Regions from separate parts of the Gossypium raimondii genome. Here all the other regions are linked to region 3. Evidence: chromatin contacts called from public Hi-C data. All regions are on one chromosome and are shown on one strand. The core of a region is the stretch at or near the end of the contact, and the rest is flanking DNA. Distances in the headings are between cores, read along the strand shown.

What was found. A called contact is a pair of places that touch in the nucleus more often than the background predicts.
Region 1: a contact with region 3 is called in a Hi-C map of leaf, with 2.1 times the contacts expected there. The contact joins the promoter of LOC105775894 here to the promoter of LOC105777181 in region 3. A contact is called at or near these places in 2 of 2 Hi-C or Micro-C datasets (both in leaf).
Region 2: a Hi-C map of leaf shows a contact between it and region 3, with 2.6 times the contacts expected there. The contact joins the promoter of LOC105776825 here to the promoter of LOC105777181 in region 3. A contact is called at or near these places in 2 of 2 Hi-C or Micro-C datasets (both in leaf).

Annotation. Positions count from the first base shown.
Region 1 is chr10:19,538,709-19,541,408 of ASM2569854v1, forward strand. It overlaps LOC105775894 (protein LURP-one-related 10), which reads right to left and starts at 1,286. Exons shown (of 4, transcript XM_012598386.2): 1 at 1,137-1,286; 2 at 679-965; 3 at 354-599. The coding sequence starts at 1,188.
Region 2 is chr10:19,594,868-19,597,673 of ASM2569854v1, forward strand. It overlaps LOC105776825 (shikimate O-hydroxycinnamoyltransferase), which reads left to right and starts at 1,270. Exons shown (of 3, transcript XM_012599748.2): 1 at 1,270-1,412; 2 at 1,618-2,028; 3 at 2,118-2,806. The coding sequence starts at 1,618.
Region 3 is chr10:19,770,954-19,773,653 of ASM2569854v1, forward strand. It overlaps LOC105777181 (integrin-linked protein kinase 1), which reads left to right and starts at 1,431. Exons shown (of 12, transcript XM_012600290.2): 1 at 1,431-2,210. The coding sequence starts at 1,794.

The DNA of each region.
Region 1 (2,700 bases), core at 36-2,535, 230 kb before region 3:
AATAATACATAATATCAAGAGTAAAAGTAAATAAATTCAAATATCTGTCGAAGAGTTTTTAAAATTTTCATCGGACACTTAAATAACATGGGTTGAAACATTTTCATCCACTTCCGCTGAAGATAAAAGGGTGACATAGATTAAACCCATGTCATCTGAGTTAAAAAAAAAATTAACCACCGTCCAAAGTAAGCCTTTGCAGTATTAAACTTTGTGTTAATATATTCAATTTTGTGCATAGTCTTTTGGCTCTCTGAGTAATATTGAATTTGTGCATAATATTTGGCCTAAAAGGTGGATATAATTAGTGCTTTAGTAAGAAATGATTAGGATTGGAATAGTAAATTTAGTACCTGTGCAATAATAGCGTGTCCTGCAAAAATAGTGCAGCTGCTGTCGCGCCAACCCTCTGTGATCTTGAAATCAGGCAGTGATTCACTGGTATTGGATGCCAAGAAAACATCTAAAGTCGTAGTCGTCGTAGTCTTCGTCCTCATCTTCAGATGAACCAAAGACGATTTCCTCACACTGAAAAGAAAATCACTTGATTTGTCGCTTTCCCCTCTAAAAACTCTCCATCTCCTATGAACACTCAATATCTAACCAAAGAACACCAAATTTATATTCATTGAATTTGAATTCACATATTGTCCAAGAAAATGGGAACCAAACCTTCACCTTCTGTTTGAGGGAAACGAGAGGATTTCCAGCAGCGTCAAGCAAAACGCGGCGATCAGGAAAGCTGAACAACTTGTTTTTAACCTTGAAAATAGGGTTATCATTAACGTCGGTGATATCGAAGTTATTTTCAGCAACCGTAAATACCGTGTGTTGTATTTTAAGATCCACAGGGTATGGGGCAATGTACTGTTCACCGATCACCACAATGGGGTTACTCTCCGTCGTATAGGCATTGGCCGGTGCCGTTCCTGACGCTGGCCCTGGAAGCTTTCCTCCCATCGCAGCTGCCATTGGATATCGAATATTATCTCTTATTCTTACAGGAAATTAAAACAGTGAGGAAATTCTATTGAAAATTTGGTACGGGATTAACATTTATTTATGCAAAATATGTGTACGTGCAGATTCAATGAGATTTCTGTTGCTATATTCCATGTTTTGGATCAAATTCTTACGCCAGCTACTGCAGTTTGTTCCGCATGAGAAGAAGCTTGCCGGCCATTTCATGTTTTTTCCAACGCTTTCACCTACTAAAATACAAATTTGGCTTAACCATTTTTCTCTTCAATGAATAGAGTAAAAAGGTTGACGAATAATTAACTCTCTTTTTTCCCCAAACAGACTGATAAGCTAACTTAAGATAATTATCTAACAATAAATGAAGATTGAATGGTGGTGATGCTGCTCTTCCCCTCTCTAATTTTAGTGTGTGGTGGGTATAGACCGATTGTGTGTTTTCTAATATTGATTGTATTTCTCCGAAGTTGTTTCTTTGGTGGGAGAGAATGCGTTTATTGTGTTGGAATATAAGGGCTTCGTCTTGGCCCTATAAGAAGAAATGTCTTTCTTGAAACAGTGTAGGTTATTTTGGATCCTTGCGGCGCTGTGACGTGGGCTGGTTAGGTGAATCCATTCTTTTCTTTCGGGGTATCTCGTTTAAGGGCTTTCTAAGAAGGATGGTGGTTTGCTTCTTGGGTGGGCTGTTATGTGGTCTATCCGGCCAGTGAAGGCCTTGTCAAACAATGTGCCTTTGTTAGAATCAGTTTAGAATTCTAACCAAACATTTAGAGATGACAAAACAAATCGGGAATTCGATTGTGTTAATTTGTGATAATTGTCCCCCTTTTTACTCTTTATTCATTTAAGACAATAGATATTTAAATGATGGACACCAATTCAAAGTGAATGACCAAAAATTGAAACATTATCTTGGGAATATTGATCACAAGCAGGCAGAGACCATTAAATTGGTCAAAAAATTTTAATTCTTATGAAATTTATTATGTAATTTTATTTTTATTTCAATTTTGTTTCTATTAAAGTTTGTTTTATTTTTTTATCTTATTTATTTATTTTTATTTTTGCAGAATAATTAGGTACCATTGTCGACGCATTTGGGCTTTATTGTCAACGTAGTTCATACTATTGTACTTTCACTTCTGACTCAGCAAGAATGAGGGCAGATCAGAAATTTTAGATCCTACGATTTGATCAAAAGTCACCTAGTCGTCTGATCTGTCTGAGCGAGCGCAATTCTCATTGGATGTAATTATTCCCGCCAGCTTTATTTCCCTTTAGAAAATCACGTCTTTCCATCTTCTTCTTTCACTCACTATCAACCCCTCTTCACTGTGCCGACCGTGAAACACCCAAGTAGCAATTTTTATTCACTTTCTCTTCCTTAAGTTCGTACCTTTACACCTTTAAACCATCTTCACTCCACAAAACAAGAAAAATATGGCAAGAACGAGAGGATTAGTCAAGAAAACCACCAAGCTTGTTGAAGAACACTCATCCTTTGCAACTGCAGTTCATGAGTTGAAATCCTCCATGCCAACGGAGAAAAAGGAGTCGATGATGCCGGGGTAGCGCCGAAAACTGAGGAGCGATCCGAGAATCGTGTGAAGCCTAAAGAAAAGAAGAGAAAGCGTTCTAAAGACAAAAAGCGCAAGAAGGAGGAGAAAAAGATGAGGAAGAAAAAATATCGTGCAGCCACATTGATGGCCAAGGAAAACTGAG
Region 2 (2,806 bases), core at 20-2,519, 180 kb before region 3:
GTTTTTAATTTTGTATAATTTATTTACTTGTTAAATTTTTTATGACTTTACCTTTATATTGTATTTATATCATGTATTAATTATTCCTATATCTATATCATATTTCAATTTATCTCTATTTTATATAATTTGTTATAAGAATATAATTAAGACATTAAAACCAAATTTCTCACATTAGATGAATTAATCAATCAATTCCAACAATTTTATAATTCTAGTTGGTCTCACACAATTCAAAATATTGGTCATAAATTTAATTAAAAAGTACATGTTTATATAAAATAGTTATTTAATATTTATGTGTATATATTAATAAGGTATTGGTATTATTAACAAATGTTGAAATTTCAAGTCTTTGAGTACTCGAGTTGAGAGTCATCATGCATAATTACCATGCATGTGTCTCTCGTCCAATCATTGTTGTTACTATATCTAATTTTAATCCAATTAATTGGTTTTACTTAATTCGTTTATACTTTATATTAATTTTAGTTTTATTTTATAATTAGTTAAACATACCTTTGTAATTGTACTATAATTGTATTATATTTATACTTATAACTTTTTATGAAATATAGAAGGTTTTTTAATAAAAAAAGAAATTAAATGAAATTTAGATCCAATCCGGAATAAACTAAATCATGCCAATAATTATCATCTATAAATATGGATTTGTAAATTAAACCTAATTTTACCTGAAGACTGTACCACCGACCGGGCAATAAGTATTTTACAAATAATTAAAATTTACATTAGGTTATTTAATATTTTTATTCATAAAATTATTTAGAAAATAAAGATTTAGTTGAGTTATAAATTTAATATTTTAATATTACAAAAAGAAACATAATATTATATATAACAGTAAAAGTAACATAAGTAATTTAAGATTTGTATTAAATATTGCAATAGTTTTTATGTTTCTCATTATGAGAATTAAGCAAAAGTATTGGCAAAATTATACTATACTAAAAAATGATATATAGTTAAAATTGTTATAAATTTATCAATTGAGTTTTAATTCAATTAGTATTGGTATTGGTACTGTTTTCAGTGTAAGAAGACGTGAGTTCAAGTGTGTTGAAGCACATTATCCTTCAAATTAATGTTTGAAGATGGACTATAAATAATTTTGGATATTATTTCAAAAAGGTGTTATCAAATTTATAAATTTTACAAAAATAAAATTGATAATTTTGTACCAAATTTAAAAGTTCACCTGTTCTTTTTATTGTAATAAATACGAAAGGTATTGAATTTAGGGATGGAGACCAGCTGGCACTTGACAATGTGATTTTGGTCTAATTCATTAAAAATTTGGATCTATAAATTAAGCGCAAAGGCTTCACCAGGGACTGCTCAAGTCTCCCTTTGCGCCCTTTACACCCTTGTTCTTCTAACACGATTTCAAGGTATGAATATTCCAATCTTTCTCTTTCATCATTCCATTTTTTTAATTAGAAAAATCACTATTTTCTCTCCTTCATCTTTCAAACATTCAGTAGAAGTAGAAGTTTATACATGTTCTTATCTCATTTTCATTGATATCAAAACCTGCCTTTTCATCCATTCATTTGAAGATGCGACTAACAATGGAGTTTGTTATCTAATTTATAGATGGAGATTACTATAAAGGAGTCTGCTATTGTTCGTCCAGCTGAAGACACTCCCAAACGAAGTCTATGGAACTCCAATTTAGATATAGTGATGATAAGATACCACATCCCTACTGTATACTATTACAAGCCAAATGGTTCTTCTGATTTCTTTGATACTGGAAGGCTTAAAGAAGCTTTGAGCAAGATTCTTGTCCCATTTTACCCTGTTGCTGGAAGGTTGGGGTATGATGAAAATGGAAGACTTGAGATAATATGCAACGGTGAAGGAGTTTTATTCGTTGAAGCTGAAACTACTTCAGTCATGGAACATTTGATTGGTGATTTTACCGAGAACCATCAAGTTTTACGTTTAGTCCCTAAAGTCGACTATTCTGAAGGAATATCTTCCTATCCACTTATTTTATTGCAGGTAATCCACAAACATTTCACCGAAAAAAGGATATAAAATATAAAGGATTATATAATAATAGTTTATTTATTGTGTGTGTATTTTACCAGGTAACTAAGTTCAAATGCGGTGGAGTTTGTCTTGGAGTAGGGATTCAACATACTTTAGGAGACGGCGCAGCGGCTCTTCATTTCATCAATAGTTGGGCTGACACTTCACGGGGCTTGACGCCTGCCATTGCACCATTCATTGATCGAACTCTTCTTCGTGCTCGGGACCCACCAACGCCTAAGCTCCACCATGTTGAATATGACCCTTCACCGGCATTGAAGTCTGCATTAAAATCTCAATCAGATGATCATAAGCCATCCATTGTCTCCACCTTTAAGCTCACAGCTGATCAATTGAACACCCTGAAAGCCAAAGCTAATGTTGCAAATGCAAACGGTGGTATAAAATATAGCAGCTTCAACATCTTGGCTGCACATATATGGCGTTGTGTAAGTAAAGCAAGGGGTCTCCCAGCTGATCAAGATACCAAGCTGTATTTTCCAGTTGACGGTCGATATAGATTGGATCCTCCGCTCCCACCAGGCTACTTCGGCAATGTAATCTTTACGACTGCATTAATTGCTCAAGCTGGTAATCTCGAAACCGAATCGTTTACTGACACCATAAAGAGGATCCATGAAAGATTAAATCAGATAAATGATGAATATTTAAGATCAGCTATTGATTACATTGAAAAAGTGCCTGATTTAAACACCTTGGTTAGAGGACCGCATACTTTTCGATGCCC
Region 3 (2,700 bases), core at 181-2,680:
TAGGTTAAAATTATTAAATTAATTTTATTTTTAAAATTAAAACAGTTAAATGATAAAAACTTAATAATACAACTCTACCCAATGATATATCGATTATTAGTACTTTTGAATTAACTATTTATACCTCAAGAACAGATATGGATACTTGACTCTATAAAATTATTGTGATTATTGACCCTAATTATCAATATTTAACCACTAAAATATTTAAACCTACCTTAAAATTATTTTAAATTCACAATTTTAAAATGTTTAAAGAATTTTCTAATAATATTTTCACAAAATAACTTAAAATAAATTAATAAAATTACCATCAAATTCAAATAATTTAGTAAGAATAAGTGTATCTAATTTGCCCATACCATTTATTATGTATACATTAGGTATCGTATTATATTTATGACACTATTTTATATTTACGTTTGAAGCATGTACAAAAATGAAAAGTAATATTTTTCTATAAATGTATTATATTCTCTCCATTCACTTACTTATTAATTTTAAATTCCACACACTGAATAATAATAATAATAATAATAATATGTCCTTTAATTATCATAAATTTTTATATTACTAATCAAAAGAATAATTTTATGCAACATGCCCTAAAAAGTAATTTTTATATACATTATTCAAAACTTTTAAATTAAACCTTCTCCATATTATATAATATTTTTTATAGATAAAACGTCATAAAAATAAAAAGAAGTTAATAATAGAAATAACTTTGAAAGAAAAATAATAATTTAGATATTGTCTTATCTCTCACATAACAAATTTCATCTATGATAAGAATTTCGTTTTTCCTACCCCTAAAAATAGGTTTTTTTTTTCGAAAAAATAGTTAATATGTAGTATTTTAGTTTTAGAAAAGAAAAAATTAAAATTACCCAAAAATTTAGTTTAATGTGAACGTTATAAATTTTAATTTTGTATAATTTTATATATAAATTTTAAATTTAATTTAAGTTTAATAATATTATCAGTTTAGCGTCAATTTATTTTTATATATTATATATACATATAATTATATTAATCAAATACAAAAATAAATAAATTTATTTAAAATTGAATAAAATCAAAATTCTATGTGTATAATTATATTAAATTAAAATTTATATTTTAAATATTATATATTAAAATAAAATTTAAGTGTAATTTTAATATTTATTTTATTTTAGAGAAAAGTCAATCAAAATCAAATCGAATATAGTGATAGTTGAATCTAGCTGTAATTATTCATATTCTTTTAGAAAAAAAAAATCTCTTGGATAACATTTTGAAAATTTTACTGATTAAAAAGTAAAATATAATTATTATTGAAATTAATTCAAAGAATAAATTATGGATTTTTTTCGGCATTTGTCTCTCGCAACAAACACAACGTTGTACGTTGTAATAAGATAGATAGCACTATAAATGAATATTTAGGTGAACGCCATTTTCGGTGGTTTCGTGGGTTGAAACAAAAAACAAGCAGAGTAAAGGAGAAAAACCAAAAGCCAAGTTTCGACCATCTTTTTTTTTGCCTTGATTTTCTCCTTTTTTATTAGGTCCCCTGCGCTTCGCTCGGATCTCAAATCTTCTATCCTTCATCTCCTCATTCAGGCTTCGGCTCGATATCGGGATCCCTGAGCTTAAACTTGCTTCTCCGTTTTCTCCCCCATTTGGCTCTCGATCGTCCGAATCCAGATTTCCTCTTCACATTCCCTTGTTTTATCGATGATTATGTGAATTGTGTTGCTGTTCCAAATTTCTGGATTACCCTTTTAATTGTATCCTAAGAAACCACCATGGCATTAGCAGCTCAGTTAAACCGGGGAATCTCCCGCCAGTTCTCTACCGGGTCAATAAAACGGAGTTTCAGCCGCCAGTTCACGCGGCAGACATCGCTGGACCCTCGGAAGAACAATCAAAGATTCAGCTTTGGTCGGCAGTCGTCGCTGGACCCAATTAGGCGGAGTCCCCTCCACGATGATATGGCGGTGCCGGAAAACCTTGACGCGACCATGCAGCTGCTCTTCATGGCGTGTAGAGGGGATGCCAAAGGAGTGGAAGATTTGTTGAATGAAGGCGTTGACGTGAATAGTATTGATTTGGATGGCCGTACTGCTTTGCATATCGCTGCTTGTGAAGGTCATGTTGAGGTTGTTAAGCTGCTTCTTGTTAGGAAGGCTAATATTGATGCCCGTGACCGTTGGGGTAGTACGGTACGTTTCTTCTTCTTCCTTCTTTTTTTATTCATTTTTTCTTATTTTTTGTCCGTTTTCTTTTAATCCTTTATTTGTTTGAATTGCGGGGAAAGTTATTATTTATTTGCAGGTTTTAACTATTTCATTGTTATCATTGTGATTAATCATCTTTTTTGGTCGGTTTTGTTCATACAACTTACTGGTTTTGAACATGGAAGTTTAAAGATGTTAGATTAGATTTTGTTTCAATGCTTAAGCTATTTAGCTTTGATTGATTATTGGGATCTTGTGTGGTGTGGTTTAGGGGAGAAAACAGGCAGTAAATAAACAAATTAGGGCTGAAGTATGAATAGGAAAGAAGATGAACTCTAGAAAACTTAGGTTATAGAAAACCTCTAATTTTCTATGAATTCAAAGACTTTCATTCTTGCAACTGGGCTTTCTTGTAAACAAAGTTTTATCCCTAATCCAAAGTTTAAATCCTAATGATACTAGCCGTCTAAAATAT